2 separate regions of the Mus musculus genome follow, and region 1 is linked to region 2. A link is a contact called in public HiChIP or PLAC-seq data. All regions are on one chromosome and are shown on one strand. The core of a region is the stretch at or near the end of the contact, and the rest is flanking DNA. Distances in the headings are between cores, read along the strand shown.

Region 1 (4,509 bases), core at 1,567-4,066, 120 kb before region 2:
TAGACTATTTATTTTCATCCACAGGGCCACATGCCCTGACACTGTGGCAGTAAAACAAATTAGAGCTGATAAAAATAAGAACTTGCCAGTCGGCTGGGCACTTGTTTCAAAGAGAATCTGTGAGCCAGGGTCAGCTTGACTCACCGATGGCTCACCATGTCCTGCTTTATACCACTCTCTCATCCTGGCAGATGGTACAATTCATATGCTTCCCCTGAGACACACACACACACACACACACACACACACACACACACACACACACACACACACGGATGCTAACCAGACACAGACCATGCACTGGCTCCATCTCACCTGTGACATTTAGAGCAAGAGCCTTTTCTGTTTTCCTGTTTGTCACCTTCCAAGCCCAGTCAGTGTTCATGGTACCATCTTTGCAAGCAAGTCAGATCCAGTGCTTAGCATATGGCAAATAATCTGAGCTGCCAGTTCAGTGTTTCTAGGCAATTGTAAAAATTGAAGAAAAAAAAAGGGGGGGGCTGGAGAGATGGCTCAGCGGTTAAGAACACTGACTACTCTTCTGAAGGTCCTGAGTTCAAATCCCAGCAACCACATGGTGGCTCACAACCACCCGTAATGAGGTCTGATGCCCTCTTCTGGTGTGCCTGAAGACAGCTACAGTGTAATTAGATATAATAATAAATAAATCTTTTTTTAAAATTGAGGGAAAAAATTATAGTTTTAGGTAAGTGGGGGACATTGTATATGCCCACCAATGTCAGATGAGCTGGCTGAAATCAACTAGCAGCTTAACAAACTGCTGCCTTATTGGCTCGCTCGACACTGACTAAAAGGTTTCCCCTATAGAAAGCAAGAGTTGAGTAGCTAACCACCTTTTATAAGAACTGTAGAGGGATCTGACCACTTCATATAGCAAACTAGGGGCAATAGACAGAGGTATTGATTTCAGCTTCCCACTGCTCTTATGGAGGGCATGATGGGTAAACCAAAAGATTTCATTATTGTTATTATTATTAGCTTAGCTTTGTTCCCTCTACTTTTTATTGTAAACATTTTATACCTACAAAACCATTTCTAAAATCACAGGAGAGGTAGCATTGGTAAGAGTCGATTGATTGCTCTCTCTCTCTCTCTGTTTCCCCTTCATGGTATTGATAAGATCCGTCAGGTTAGAGGGCTCACCAGCATTTTCTTCCTTTGTTGCCTACCCACCCATGCTTCCTTAAGTAAACACAGCTCAGGCTATTCCTTGTGCCCACTGCCTCGAACCTGGCTTTCTCTAAGCATCCCTGAACAGATTTCTCTCTGCCACATTGATGCAATCATCTTGACTGATGTGGCGTTCACATCCAAGTTGTTCCTCAATTGTCTTTCACAGCTTTTTAAGAAATAAAATAAAATAAAATAAAATCCCAAGGTTAAGTCAAGGATCGTTTATTACGTTTTGCTACCTGTCTTGTCATTTTAACTGAGAAAAAAAAATCCTGTTTTAAAAAAAACATAACTTCTGAGTCTTGAGAGATGACTCGGGGGCTAAGAGCTAAAGAGTGCTTGTTGCAGGACAGAGAACTTGGGTGCTGTCTCCAGCACCAAATGGTCAGACACGGCCATCTATAACTCCATTTCCAGTGTATTTGAAAACCTCTGGACCTCAGAAGGCGTCATACACAGGCTGTGCACATACATGCACGCAGGCAACACACACACATAAAATAATTAAATCCAACAGGAAAGAAACGCCCAGGACAATTTTCTCAAGTTGGCTAGACTGCGCCTGCATCTTCAGAACTTGGTGTCGAAGGTAGAGGATGCCTGACTAATGGTCATCAGAGACTGCTTTCCTGTCAGAGAGTGATTGCAAGCAACAGACTGTCAGTCGTCAAGGTTTTACATAGAATCTATTTAAGGGTTTTATATGAAAACTGGTTTTCCTCTGTGCTAATGGTCCTCATGTGAGAATAATTCTAACTGTGGGGAACGTGTGTGGTCATGCCTGGAGATATCTTTAGCTCCTTGTGTGTGAGCATGGCTACTTCTAGGCAAATATGGTCTATGCTACAATGCGAAGGACTGCTATGCTACCCTACCCATCAAGAGCTGAGTGTCCCAGAGTGTCAACCGTGCTGACGTTGAATAATTCTCTACCATCACAGACTAGATCACTCTATATCTGGAGTGCAATGGAAGGTGGGTAAGGGATTGTAAACATCATACACAGCCATGATGTCACCTGCAATGGCATGCCGCACATACAAAGGTCAAGAGCAAATTACCGCCATCAGAAGTACTGAAGACCTGGATTAATAAAGACCTAGAATGGCTTTGATAGTTTTCTGCTTGAGGGAATACCAACAACCTTGGCTTGTGGTCTGTTTTTAAGACCTCCCTTTTGGGTATAGATGAAAAGGAATAAGTCTCCCACCTTCTTCTTGCCCTTGTAAAGTCCTTGTTTCCTTGTCCGGACTGAGGATCGGTCCCCACCTGTCCTTAACAGGACTCTAACTCCATTCCTCCAGAGCTGCCACCGCAGGCTCAGGACCCTGCTTCTGCTGCCGGGCTGTCCCCTAAAGAGCAAGTGAGGTCACACAGGCTGGTGGCAGTGACTGCACCAGCCTTTTGACCTTGGCCTGGCTCCCTTCGTGCATTCAGTCCCTTGTCCTGTGGAGTCATTGTGGGCCTTCCCCTAACAAATGCCTGCTTGTTCTTTCTCAAAGCTTTGCAGGGTGTCAGAGACCTTGTTCTTTCTCAAAGCTTTGCAGGGTGTCAGAGACCCGGACTGAGCCCTGTTTGCATCCCTGGGGCTCCTGGCATGGCTTCGGGAATCCTGCAGCTGCAGGCTGAATGAGGCCATTTGATGCTGAGCTGTGGCCTCAAGTGGAGTCAGATGGCACAGCGTCCTCTCAGTCAGCAACACTGTCAAATCTTCAAGCACATTCACACTCCTGCTCTTTGGGGGTTAAAAAAAAAATCATTTGCTTGTGCGAGCTCCCACTTTCAGCTGTTTGGTTAACAGAGCTGTGGGGATCTGGGTTCTGCTCCCAAAGCACTGGGCTTAGCATTCTGTGCTCAGTAAACATTATTCAACCCGCACAATAGACGTCAGAGTGCTAATAGATTGGTTGGGTACTGTAGAAAAAGAAAACATCTCTTTCCTTTTGCCCCCTTGGGTTATCCTGCAGGGGCCCCCCGGGGATTAGACAAATGACGAATTAACAAAACAAACAAACAAACAAACAAACAAACAGAAATTTACTAACATGGGAACCCTAGTAACCCACTTATCAAAGGTTGGAGATAGAGGTGCTACAACAGGTGCTTACATGCGTCTTTAAAGATTTTCTTATTTTATGTTTATGAGTACCCTGTGGCTGTCCTCAGACACACCAGAAGAGGGCTTCAGATCCCATTACAGATGGTTGTCAGCTATCATGTGGTTGCTGAGAATTGAACTCAGGACCTTTGGAAGAGCAATCAGTGCTCTTAACCACTGAGCCATCTCTCCAGCCCCCACTTGCAGGCATCTTAAGGTCAGAACACTTAATGTATAAGGAACAAGGCAAAGGAGAGGGCTTTCAGTGTCCAGAAACAGCAACTTATCAGATGACAAACGAGTCAGGAAAGTATCAGGGGAGAGTGTTTGTTTGTTTGTTTGTTTGTTTGTTTGTTTTGGCGAGGGTTGTGTAGGTCCATTGATGTGTGAGATGAAAAGGGTCGAAAAGTTGTCTCCATCAATTAACTCAACTGATTTCAGCTCAAAGTAATCATCAGGCCAAAGGGGCCCCTTTGGGTGTTAGCATCTTCTGCTCCCATTATCAGCATGCTTCTTTGTTGTCTACATGAACCCCTCTGCAGTTCAAACAGCAATAGTCCCTGAAATGGGCTATTTTCCATTAAACCAGTAACATATGTTCTTTGACAAGCATACCCCAGGTATACTGTCTCCATATCCCTGAGCATGTAGCTGTGTGGGGAAAATTTTTTTTTCTAAATGCAAAATAGCACACTCAACTATAATGGAAGACCCAAAGCCCCAAGACTCTACTGTTGTGCCAGGAAAATATTAGTGATCCCCCCAAAAAACCAGACAGGAGTCAATCTGATGCAACTCACAGCAGGGTCTTTAGTCTATTTGAGCTAGCTTGGGCCCCTCCAATGCACCACTGGCACACAGGACAGTTTTGGTGGTGGGGGAGCCCTGAATGTCTAGTGGGGCAAGATTTTATAGTAAGCTGCAAGCAGGGAATCTGTGTGCAAGCATCTAATTGGAAAGATACTGTGGCCTTTAACATAATTGGCTGGTGCTGGGAGTCCTATCATAAACTTAACTTCTGTTTCCTTCTGCATTGGTGGTCGTTAGGCAGGGGGTGGGCTTGTAACCTGGGGTGCAGGTTTGTTGGGGGAAATAATCTGGAGACACTGGTCTTGTTGAGGGTATAACCTGGAGATGCTGGTCTTATTAGGGATTAGCCTAGAGACTGGAGCTAGGCTCCGGTTTTGTTGGACAGCAGCTTGGAAGCTAATGCTAGG
Region 2 (4,285 bases), core at 186-2,685:
AGGTACATTGTTATGCCACCAGACAGCTGACTGGCACAAGATGGCTAGAAAGGGGTTCAAATCCAGTTTATCTGGGTCTGAAGGCGGAGCTCTTTCCAGCTGGCTATGTGACACTCCAGCTTCACGACTGCTATCTAGCCAAGTGCATTCCAGTCACTGTTCCAACACCTGTGTCTTCTCAATGGCTTGGTCATCGGTGAAAGAGATAGCAGATATGTGGAGTTAACATAATTAATAAAATGTGAAAGGTTGATTTGTGTGAATGAGGCCTGGGTAATGGGAGCAAAGCAAGGGGTGTTAGCGCCTTGTCTAGGCTCTGCCCCACAGTTACCTGGCAATAGCCAGGTGTGCCTAACTCACTATAAAAGGAGCTGCTCTCCCTCTGCTCTCTCTTGCCTTCTTGCTCTCTTCTGTCCTTTTGCCCCTTCCCCTTCTCTCCCCATTCACCCCCCCCCCCATGGCCTGCCTCCTCTCCTCTCCTTCCCCCCCTCTCTCCCCCCCTTGGCCTTTCTCTGTCTCTTCTACTCTCTCAACTCCTTTCCATGCCCTGAATAAACTCTATTCGATACTATACCATCATGTGGCTGGTCTCTCAGGGGGAAGGGATGCCTCCGCATGGGCCCTCAGAGGCGCCCCCTTCCCCCACACCTCACACCTCCACCAAACTATTCCTTCTTTCTTTATCTTTTTATAAAATACAACAAGGGGGATGAATGAGTTACATTTGACACCAAGTTGCCTCTTTGGAATCGTCCTTTTAAAGCGATTGCTATCTGCCTGGTATCAGAGGGGGGATTGAGGTAGCAATCCTGACTAGTGGGTTCTCAGTATGCTGGTCATCTACCTCTTCCTCCTCACTTGGCTCAAGCTGAGGGAAATACCACTGCTCTTCACTCTTGCCAGTCCTTCTGCGACTTTGCTTCTGAGTTGCGGTGCCCCTTCCTAATGTCTCCTTTTTTTCTTTTCCTTTCACTTAACTTGGCTTTTATGTATCTGTCCATCACCGCCTCCTTTAACGACAAGCTAAGATGGCCTGGCTCTTTTTTAGTTTTCAAAGGATGCTGTCTGCCCTGAATGTGCGATGTTTAAGAGCCAGGGTCCGGTAAGTCTTTAAGAACAGTTGTTTATGTTCTTTCAAAGGTTGCCAAGTAATAAATAGTGATTTGAAAGTGAAGGGTAAAGTGGAATTTCATCACCCAGCTCTCTGCCTTTCCCGTGATGGCTTAAGTCATAAACCACTGTGTTCTAACCTTCAGAAGGGGATCTTGCCAGCTCGGGCTTACTGGGTGGACAGACACACTGTTTCCTAGCACAGTACCCTGGGCACTGATCCATCCTAGCCTGGTTGGAAATAAACCTTTGAAACTCTGAAGTCCATTGAAGCATCTGAGACAACAAAAGAGGCAAAGGGCCTTTGTGTTTCAGCAAGGGACTGGCCCAGTTCTTTACACTTTCCTAATGAGGGCCAGCCCTGGAGCCCTGATGTCTCTGCTACACAGAGGGGGGTTTAAAGAATAAAACCGCCCTGCCTGTCTGGGTCACTCCCCTCTTCCCAGGGACTTTTAGGGATGCTAGCCCAGCCCTTGGGAGCTTCAGTGCTCCTTCATGTTTTACAGTTTTGTACCAGGTTGTATGTATGTGAATCATATCAGATATTCTAGTTAGACTCTCTGGCACGATTGCCTGTCTACCAGAATCCCATCCAGCTCCGTTTGTTTAGAAGACTTAATTGACCCACTAGGAATTTCAGTCTGTCATCCTGAATTTAATTTGTGAGTTACATCAAGTTACAGTGTTTCATAGCATAAGTGCAGATACTAATTTTAGTACCATATGACAGTAAGTTGGGGGGAAAAAAAAAGAATCACCTCCCCTGACACACTTTTAAACAATGTGAGTTTTTTCCTGCACATGTCAGAGAAGTTATTATTTACTTATTTTGTTTGTTTGTTGATTACAGCAGAACAAAGACCAGCCCACTGGATGCCAGGGTTCTAACAGAGTGCTCATAACCTGTGCAAACCCAAGCCATATGAAATCCCAGAATAAAGCAGGGAATAATCTTACCCCTGGCCACGGAGCTATTGGCAACTGTTAGACACTGGTAGAGGAAGAGATAGTTTCCTCTAAGAGTACAGCCCCTGGTAGGATGGCTAGATTCCAGTGGAAGACCACACATCCAAGAATATTTGGGCAGCACAATTTGATATTAAAGGACTTTTTTAAAAAAAGATACAAGTATGGTAGTTATGGAAAGGGGTAGATCTGGGAAGAGTTGGAGGAGAGGACATAAATATTATCAAAATATGTTGCACAAAACACTCATAAACGAATAATACAGAAAATGAGGCAGAGGATTCAAATCCTAAGGTCCACTGTTACTCCGTGGGCTGCATATGTGAATATGATACTTTAAAGAAAGAAGCAACAGAAACAGCAGGCCTGAAGAAAGCTCTGAGATTTGATCCCCATCCCTTACTCTGTGAACAAACTATTTCAGGTTCAAGGTAAGTGCTGGGCTTGAAGAAGATTTGATGTCTGTCCTAGTTAGGGTTTTACTGCTGTGAACAGACACCATGACCAAAGCAAGTCTTATAAAGGACAACATTTAATTGAGGTTGGTTTACAGGTTCAGAGGTTCAGTTCATTATATTCAAGGCAGGAAGCATGGCAGCATCCAAGTAGGCATGGTGCAGGCAGAGCTGAGAGTTCTACATTTTCATCTGAAGACCACTAGTAGAAGATTGACTTCAAGACAGCTAGGATGAGTGTCTTAAAGCCCACACCCACAGTAACACACCTACTCCATTAAGGCCACACCCACTCCAACAAGGTCACCCCTACTCCAACATGGCCACACCTCCTAATAGTGCTACTCCCTGGGCCAAGCATCACAACATCCTGGGCCAACCATTTACAACGACCATTCACAACCTATTCACAATGTCCCACTGGTCATCAGCTAAAACTCTCCAGAACCAATGGCTCAGTCCCCACATGGATCAAGCAATGTAGAAGATGGTCCCAACGTCTCTTACAGGCATCAGCCTTAAGCCAGACTCCATTTTTAGACCTAGTCCTACCTTGGGTTTTCTATAATTTATTACATCAGAGAGCTCACAGAGTTATTTTTGTGCCAAGAAAATTGGACTCAAGTAGAAGTTATTTTCATCACTTCGTCTAATTACAAAGCTGAGCACAGAACCATGACTATTCAAGCAGACTTCAGTTATAATAGAGAGTGAACAGCAAGGACGGACCATCTTGACTAGCTGCCAGCAGATAGGGCGATGATTTTTGTGACTATGGAGGAAAGTGAGAATGTAATACTTTCTCTGTGTGTGTCTGCAAAAGTCTCTGTCCCTCTCTCCCTTCCTCCCTCCCTCCCTCCCACTCTTTCTCTCTGTTAGAGACTGAACCCAGGGCAATTTCTTTGTAGAATGTTGATACAGGTAGCTTAGTTTGATGCTGTTTACCTATGGTACTGGAGGTTATTTAGCCCTGTGCAGTTTATTGTAAATTCTTGTATATGGTATTATATTGTATATATTGTTTATTCTAACAGTCATCATTATGGCTCACTTCCAAAGCTATGGTTGGTCATCTGTTGTAGAAAGACAGAAACCAGAGAGAGGTGGGGAGAAGGGGAAGAGGGAGAGGGAGAGAGAAGGAGAAGGGGGAGGGGGAAGGGGAGAGGGGGAGGGGGAGAGAGGGAGGGAGAAAGGGGGAGGGGGAGAGGGAGAGGACACACAAAGCATATTAGCAGATTCTTGAGGGCTGGGTCATAGCATTTAAATAAATGTCTATAGAGTTTACACCTAAGCTATAGTCTATATCTTTTGAATGATTCTCATTTTTCTTTGGATTAATATAAAATTACATTAGCACTTGGGAAGGAATCAGTAGCAAAAATTTAGGCAAAAATCAATACTCCAAGTTTAAAAGGGGAGCAGGCTGCCTTGGTCTCTCTTCTGAGCGAGGGAGAGGAGGAGTTGCCTTTTAGAAAAGCCCACAGCTCCTTAGAAGTCACCCAGCATGCAGAAGCAAGGGGGGGTCCTAACACAAAAGCACACACCTGCTTTTCCCCAATCAAACACTGGAACATACAAATGTTACAGGACCTCCAAAGCCAGCTCCACTGTGCTGCCCAGTCAAAGCTCTGGGACCACTTGCCCAAGTGCCACAGCCTGCAAAGCTAATGACTCACTCTAATAATGACCCTGGGGTCAACTCTCCTGACTGCTCCCTGTGGCAGGGTTGAGGAGGCAGAGGGCATCTCCCCCTG

What was found. HiChIP or PLAC-seq counts read pairs in DNA pulled down with a chosen protein or histone mark.
Region 1: an H3K27ac HiChIP or PLAC-seq map of neural progenitor cells shows a contact between it and region 2, with 4 times the contacts expected there. The contact joins two enhancer-like sites. A contact is called at or near these places in 1 of 15 datasets of contacts at CTCF or cohesin (the NIH/3T3 cell line), 5 of 484 Hi-C or Micro-C datasets (cerebellar granule neurons, embryonic stem cells, forebrain and 1 more), 4 of 115 datasets of contacts at active chromatin or transcription factors (astrocytes, kidney, neural progenitor cells and 1 more) and 1 of 9 other capture datasets (embryonic stem cells).

The regions. Positions count from the first base shown.
Region 1 is chr10:70,805,273-70,809,781 of GRCm38.p6, reverse strand. No RefSeq gene overlaps it. Among named protein-coding and RNA genes, the nearest start is that of Gm40689, 23 kb to the left of the region's middle. Within about 2 kb of position 2,816, at least 40 of the 459 cell types and tissues checked have an H3K27ac peak or open chromatin away from gene starts, as enhancers often do. A contact at or near this core is called in astrocytes, neural progenitor cells and oligodendrocyte precursor cells, where this site is marked.
Region 2 is chr10:70,683,816-70,688,100 of GRCm38.p6, reverse strand. No RefSeq gene overlaps it. Among named protein-coding and RNA genes, the nearest start is that of D630013N20Rik, 30 kb to the right of the region's middle. Within about 2 kb of position 1,435, at least 47 of the 459 cell types and tissues checked have an H3K27ac peak or open chromatin away from gene starts, as enhancers often do. A contact at or near this core is called in astrocytes, neural progenitor cells and oligodendrocyte precursor cells, where this site is marked.